2 separate regions of the Sus scrofa genome follow, and region 1 is linked to region 2. A link is a contact called in public HiChIP or PLAC-seq data. All regions are on one chromosome and are shown on one strand. Each heading gives the region's core, a stretch centred on a gene start, on an enhancer-like site or on the middle of the called end of the contact. The rest is flanking DNA. Distances are from core to core; before and after follow the strand shown. Region 1 overlaps PLCL2 (inactive phospholipase C-like protein 2). Region 2 holds the start of PLCL2 (inactive phospholipase C-like protein 2).

The links. HiChIP or PLAC-seq counts read pairs in DNA pulled down with a chosen protein or histone mark.
Region 1: a contact with region 2 is called in an H3K27ac HiChIP or PLAC-seq map of skeletal muscle. The contact joins the enhancer-like site here to the promoter of PLCL2 in region 2. A contact is called at or near these places in 2 of 5 promoter capture datasets (fetal liver and liver), 14 of 47 Hi-C or Micro-C datasets (alveolar macrophages, brain, embryonic fibroblasts and 9 more) and 2 of 2 datasets of contacts at active chromatin or transcription factors (alveolar macrophages and skeletal muscle).

What each region holds. Positions count from the first base shown.
Region 1 is chr13:4,146,014-4,148,713 of Sscrofa11.1, forward strand. All of the region lies in intron 4 of PLCL2 (inactive phospholipase C-like protein 2), which reads left to right. Among named protein-coding and RNA genes, the nearest start is that of PLCL2, 160 kb to the left of the region's middle. Within about 2 kb of position 1,303, at least 7 of the 83 cell types and tissues checked have an H3K27ac peak or open chromatin away from gene starts, as enhancers often do. A contact at or near this core is called in skeletal muscle, where this site is marked.
Region 2 is chr13:3,990,911-3,993,610 of Sscrofa11.1, forward strand. It overlaps PLCL2 (inactive phospholipase C-like protein 2), which reads left to right and starts at 1,320. Exons shown (of 7, transcript XM_021069677.1): 1 at 1,320-1,418; 2 at 1,787-2,331. The coding sequence starts at 2,002.

The DNA of each region.
Region 1 (2,700 bases), core at 53-2,552, 160 kb after region 2:
GTTTTCCTTATACCAACATGGGGAGTTACTTTCAAAACAGGGCTTTTCTTTCTGGTTTCTTTCCAGCTTCATAAAATATGAACTTTAATTTTTACTTTGCCTTTTGTTGAAACTTCCTAGTTTTCATCTACGTGAGTCCTGTATCTACTCCTTATCTTAGGAATTCCATCTATCTACTTCTTGTCCTAGGAGTTCCCATCGTGGCACAGTGGAAATGAATCTGACTAGGAACCATGAGGTTTCGGGTTTGATCCCTGGCCTCGCTCAGTGGGTTAAGGATCTGGCGTTGCCGTGAGCTGTCCTGTAGGTTGCAAACATGGCTTGGATCTGGCATAGGCCAGCAGCTAGAGCTCCGATTAGACCCCTAGCCTGGGAACCCCCATGTGCCGTGGGTACGGCCCTAAAAAGACAGGGAAAAAACCCCAAAACCTTGTTTTAGAGTTGATCAAATTCATGAAATGGGTTTCTGGGCTATGTTAAATCTGTGGATTTTCTGAATGCATTAGTTCCAGAAATTTAGGAGGTACTGGTAACTGGACACTAATGTAAAATCCATTAGCAACAGCTATATTAAAGCAGCGTTTACTTCATACATAGTATGAGGGCCCATCCACGTGGTCAGTTTGCTGGGCCGGCAGTGGGATGTCTAATTTTGGTGCTGAGACTTATACCTGTGCATTTAATGGGACTTGATGAAATGAATGCACTTGCATTAATGCAGATAGCGCTTACAAAATTGGTTCTTGCATTGTACTGACATATTAATGTAATGCAGACAAAGGAAATAAGGTAACTTAAAGCAGTTTTTCCCTTTGACTCATCTCTCGATGTGTCACTCCCCACATATCTGCTTCTGTCTAGTCCAAGATACTTGTTCTAGTGTTTTCACATTAAATATAAATGATTGCTGTTTTTAAATAATGAATTGTTAAGTGGGGCCAAGTAAATGGTGTATTATTGTCATTTAAAAAATGTTGTCCCAAAGTGCTGTATAGTAGAGACACTTCTGGGCCCAGGCCAGTAGCTGAGATGTTGCTCCCGGTGTGTAGCACCCGTCAGGAGCTAGGAAACTCCCTTCTGCTTCCATCCAGCCTCTGGTTGGAATGTGCTTTCCTCTCCTCCACGGGTGTAGCTGCCGGCTAGTGGTCAAGACCTATTCCATTAACAGCAGAGGCCTTGAGTCACATGGATGCCAGTCCCACTGTTGATTACTTACAGACTTTTGCCTGTCAAACCACCTGGTCCTGGGAACATGGCTTCCCTCCTGTGTCCACAGTGTTCACATCTGTGAAACCAGCACCCCAACCCCCCACCCGGCATGGGCTTGGTGAGCATCAGAGGTCACGGAGAACACCCAGCACATACCTGATGCCGAGGAGGCGTTGAATGACTTTCATTTTGACTCAGTCAGCCAATACTTGTGCTATTTATACTCCTATCTTGTTATAAAGCAAAGTCCCAGCCCGAGACTGGTGCCCCATCCATCTAACAGCACCCCCGTAGGGTCCCTCCCTCCCCCGTGTCCACGATGCATGAAGCCACAGTTGTCACTGAATGAGAGCCAGGCATCAGCCCTCAGAGCAGCCGGTGGGGGCTCGGAGCCTGGGCTGGCACTGCCCTCTCTGCTGCTGGACCTTGAACCCAGTGCTCTTAATAGGAACCTTCAGCCTGGAGAGCTCCCTGAACAACACCTAGTTGGGCCCTTTACTCAAGGAGAACTCGGGCAAAGACTGCAGGAGGTGAGAATCAGTGGACCCAAGCTGTGGACAAGAACTATAAGTGATTTACCACAGACGAACTTAATTCTAAGTATGTGACTTAACAACTATAACAAGTTGACAACTGGCAGTTCCTTCTCCCATAGGGAGGGGTGTGTTCATTCAGTGACAGGTGTGCAGTGTGAATCATCTCTGCTGAGGTCTGGGGTGTGGTGGGGGGATTCTTCCTGCCAGACCCCAGTGCCGTTGATTGTTTCCTGTGTGCCCACCTTCTGCTGGGCTGCCTCCCTCTGGAATCTCCTCTGACACCCTCTGCGGGTGCCTGCTGCTGTTTACTTCCAAACCCGGGGCACTGGCTCCTCCCTGTGTTTGCATCCCTTACTTGCATCATTTGTATACCGCACCTAAGTCAGGGGGCGCCTTGATCCTCATGACAGAAGGATTTGGTGTTGAACTCTCCCACTGCCCTGTGCTGGCTCAGGAGCATGTGGGTGGCAGTGACGATGCCACATCTTACGTGATTCCTGTTTGCTCATGGTCCCAGGGCGTTCTGTTCTTGGTGAATTCTCAGCACCAAGCTCAGGGTCCCACACGCAGAGCCTCCGTACCTGATTGTCCCCAGAGTAAAGGGCTGGTCCTCCAGGTGTCACAGAGCCTAGGGGCAGAGGAGCGTCCCTCTCCAGACCCCCGAGGTGGACCTGCATTTCTTTAGCCTTGCATGTCTTTCATGGTTAAAAGGTACAGCCCTGCTTAACCTTCAGTGACTAAACTGCAAGATGTTTCTAAGAACGATAGTGCGGTTTGTCTCTCTGGGCTTTATCACACCAGGGTTTTCAAGCAGAACTAGTATCAGTAATGGGCGTGTGAAACATTGCCAGCAAGCATTGGAAAGGAAGGCACCCTCTTTCAGCCAATTCTGGGTGTCTAGAAGGTGCTCTGGAGGAGTCAGGGGGCGTCAACCTCGACATCGCCATTTGCAAGT
Region 2 (2,700 bases), core at 70-2,569:
GAACCAAACTAAAAAAAAAAAAAAAAGGATGGGACTGTATAAAATATTAAAACATTGTTGTCCATCGATGTGAAAATATTTCTGTTAACGTGTAGGCCCAGGTTGGCGTCAGATGGGTTACAAAAACATGAATCCAGAAGATCAGAAGAATTAAAAACGCCCCCAAGAATAACACGAAGGTATTTGAAGTTGCTTCAGAGGCAAGGGCGGGTATGCATGTGTATGTAAAACTCCTTTCCTTGAGGGCTATTTGGCAGTTTGTTACAACATCATGCTAAAGAAAGCAAGGTCTTTAAGTTTACCCCCCAGCGGACTATTAGTTTCTCCTTCTTGCCCTGCGGGAAGCGCATTCCCGAAAAGAAGACACACTAGTTGGAGAAGAGCTGGGTGCTAGAGAAGGGCTGACGGCTGGAGCCGGGGAGCCTGGGACAGAGAGGTGGGTGGGGCCAGGCTTGGGTGCGGCCTCGGGTACCAAGCTGTGGAGTTTGGGCCCTGCCTGGCTCCAAGGATGGAGATCTAGGGGAAGTACTTGCACGGGGGAGCAACGTGATCAGGGTATTTAGGCGGGTCACTCTACCTAAAGCATTGGCGTAAAGGGGAAGGAGGGGGACCAGAGTGACGAAGGACGAGCTGTAGTGATCCAAGTAGGATCCTGCCTCCAAAGATGTGCCTGACCTAGGGCGGGTCGTCAGAGAGCCTGACCAGCTGCCGTCCCTGGCGGCGGGATCAGGAAGGGCACCGGGAGTGAGGGACGATGGTGATAAATCCCTGGAGGACGATTTAGAGGGCACAGAACAGGCTCGGCCCAGGTCCTCTGCTTCTCACCTCTCTTCCCCTCCCGCCCCTCCCCAGCATCCTTGCAACCAGTTGAATCAGTTGAAACATTCACATTTCAGGAGCTCAAAGGAACGGAATTGATTTCTGTATGTGAAGTGTCTGACCCAAGGGGTAAGCCCAGAGGGGAACGTCCAGAGGGTCTTCTCCCGAACTGGGCAGAAATGGAACGAGTCCCGCGTGAGGGGCGGAGTAGGGGGGCGCTCAGCGGCCGAGCTCCGAGCTCTAGACTTTCGTGCGGCCCCGCGGCCTGCGCGGTCGTTGCCCCTCGGGGCGCTGGCGGGTGATTGGCAGTTGCCGCAGCTCTAGGGGGACTGGGGGACCTCCGGGACCCGCGGCCCCTTCCCGTCGCGGTCCTCTGGGCGGTGAGGTTCCCGCGGCCCGATGAGCCGGTCGGGCGGGAGCAGCCGCGACGGCGGCCACCTCGGGCGGGAGTCCGGCGGCTCGCGGTGGGTCGGAGCGGCGGGGAGGGTCCCTGCGGCCTGTAGGGGGCAGCGCCGAGCCCGGGAGGAGACGGCCGCGGCGGGGTGGGCGAGTCTCCGCCGCCCTGCCCGCGGTGCGCTTCCCTGGAGCCGCCGGCCCAGGTGGGGTCCTGGGGAGACGTGGTGGGCCCGGCGCGCGACGGCCTTCGGGAAGTTGGGGTCCGGGGAGACCCCACCGTCGCCGCCGCGCGCCCGGGGCCGAGAGAGTCTGGGGAGGCTCCTCCGCGTGGCCGAGGCGCTTCTGGGAGCCTGCCGCTTCCCCGAACCCGAGGGGGCCGCCCCGGTGCCCGCGCGGTGGGTGCCCCGAGCCCCGGGGTGGGCGCCCGGTTCTCCGGGGTGGGGCCTCGCGCCCCGGCCGCGCGGGGTTTGTGGCGCCCGCGGCGGCGCGTGTGCCGGGCGTGTTTCCGTCCCGGGTGCCGGGCGCCGGGCCCCGCCGCCGTGCTGACTGTGTCTCTCTTCTCCCCCTGCAGGAATCTTCCGATAATCCTGCCGCCGCGACTCTAACCGTGCGCGAGGCGAGCTCGAAACCAACAGCACATCTAAATTTAAAAAAAAAAAAAAAAAGCGGAAGAAGCGGCCGAGGCGGCGGCGGGAGGAGGAGAGGAGGAGGGGCCGCGCGGCCCGAGGCGGCGGGGACGCGGGGACGCGGGGACGCGGCTTTGTGCTGGCGGGTCGCGGGGCGCCCATGGCGGAGTGCGGCCGGGGGGGCGCCGCCGGCGGGGCCCTGCCCACCTCCCCGAGCCCGGCCCTCGGGGCCAAGGGCGCCCTGAAAGCCGGGGCCGGGGAAGGTGGCGGCGGTGGCGGCGGGCTCCACGGCCACGGGCGGGCGCGCTATGACAGCGCCGGGGTTTCCAACGGAGACTGCAGCCTCGGCGTGTCCGGGGACGAAGCCCGAGCCAGCCCAGCCAGGGGCCCCCGAGGCGCCGCGCTCGCTCCAACCCCCGGCCCGGCCGCCTGCCCCCTCCCCCGGGAGAGCAAGCCGGGCGGCCTGCCCCGGAGGAGCAGCATCATCAAGGTAGGTGGGAGAGGGGCACCCTCCGCCCGCCCCGCGCCGTCCACGGGGGCTCTTCCTGAGGGGAGTGCTGGTGTCAGGAGAGGGTTGTACCAGGAGCCCCTGCTGACGGGAGCTAGGGATGCACTGGTGCTTGGGGTGGTTGAGCAGGGATTGGGTGCATATGGCATTTGGGAAGAATGGAGAGGTGGTCCCGAATGTGCAGGGGAGCTGTGCTCAGACATCTCCCGTGCAACTTAGGGCTGTCACCTCTCCCAGGATTGGCCTGAAATGATGGCCTGTACCTGCTGGGCAGGGCACGTTCTCCTGGGGTAACCTAGGCTGGTAACAGACTCCTTGTAAGGTTTCTATTGTATGTTAAAGACAGTGATT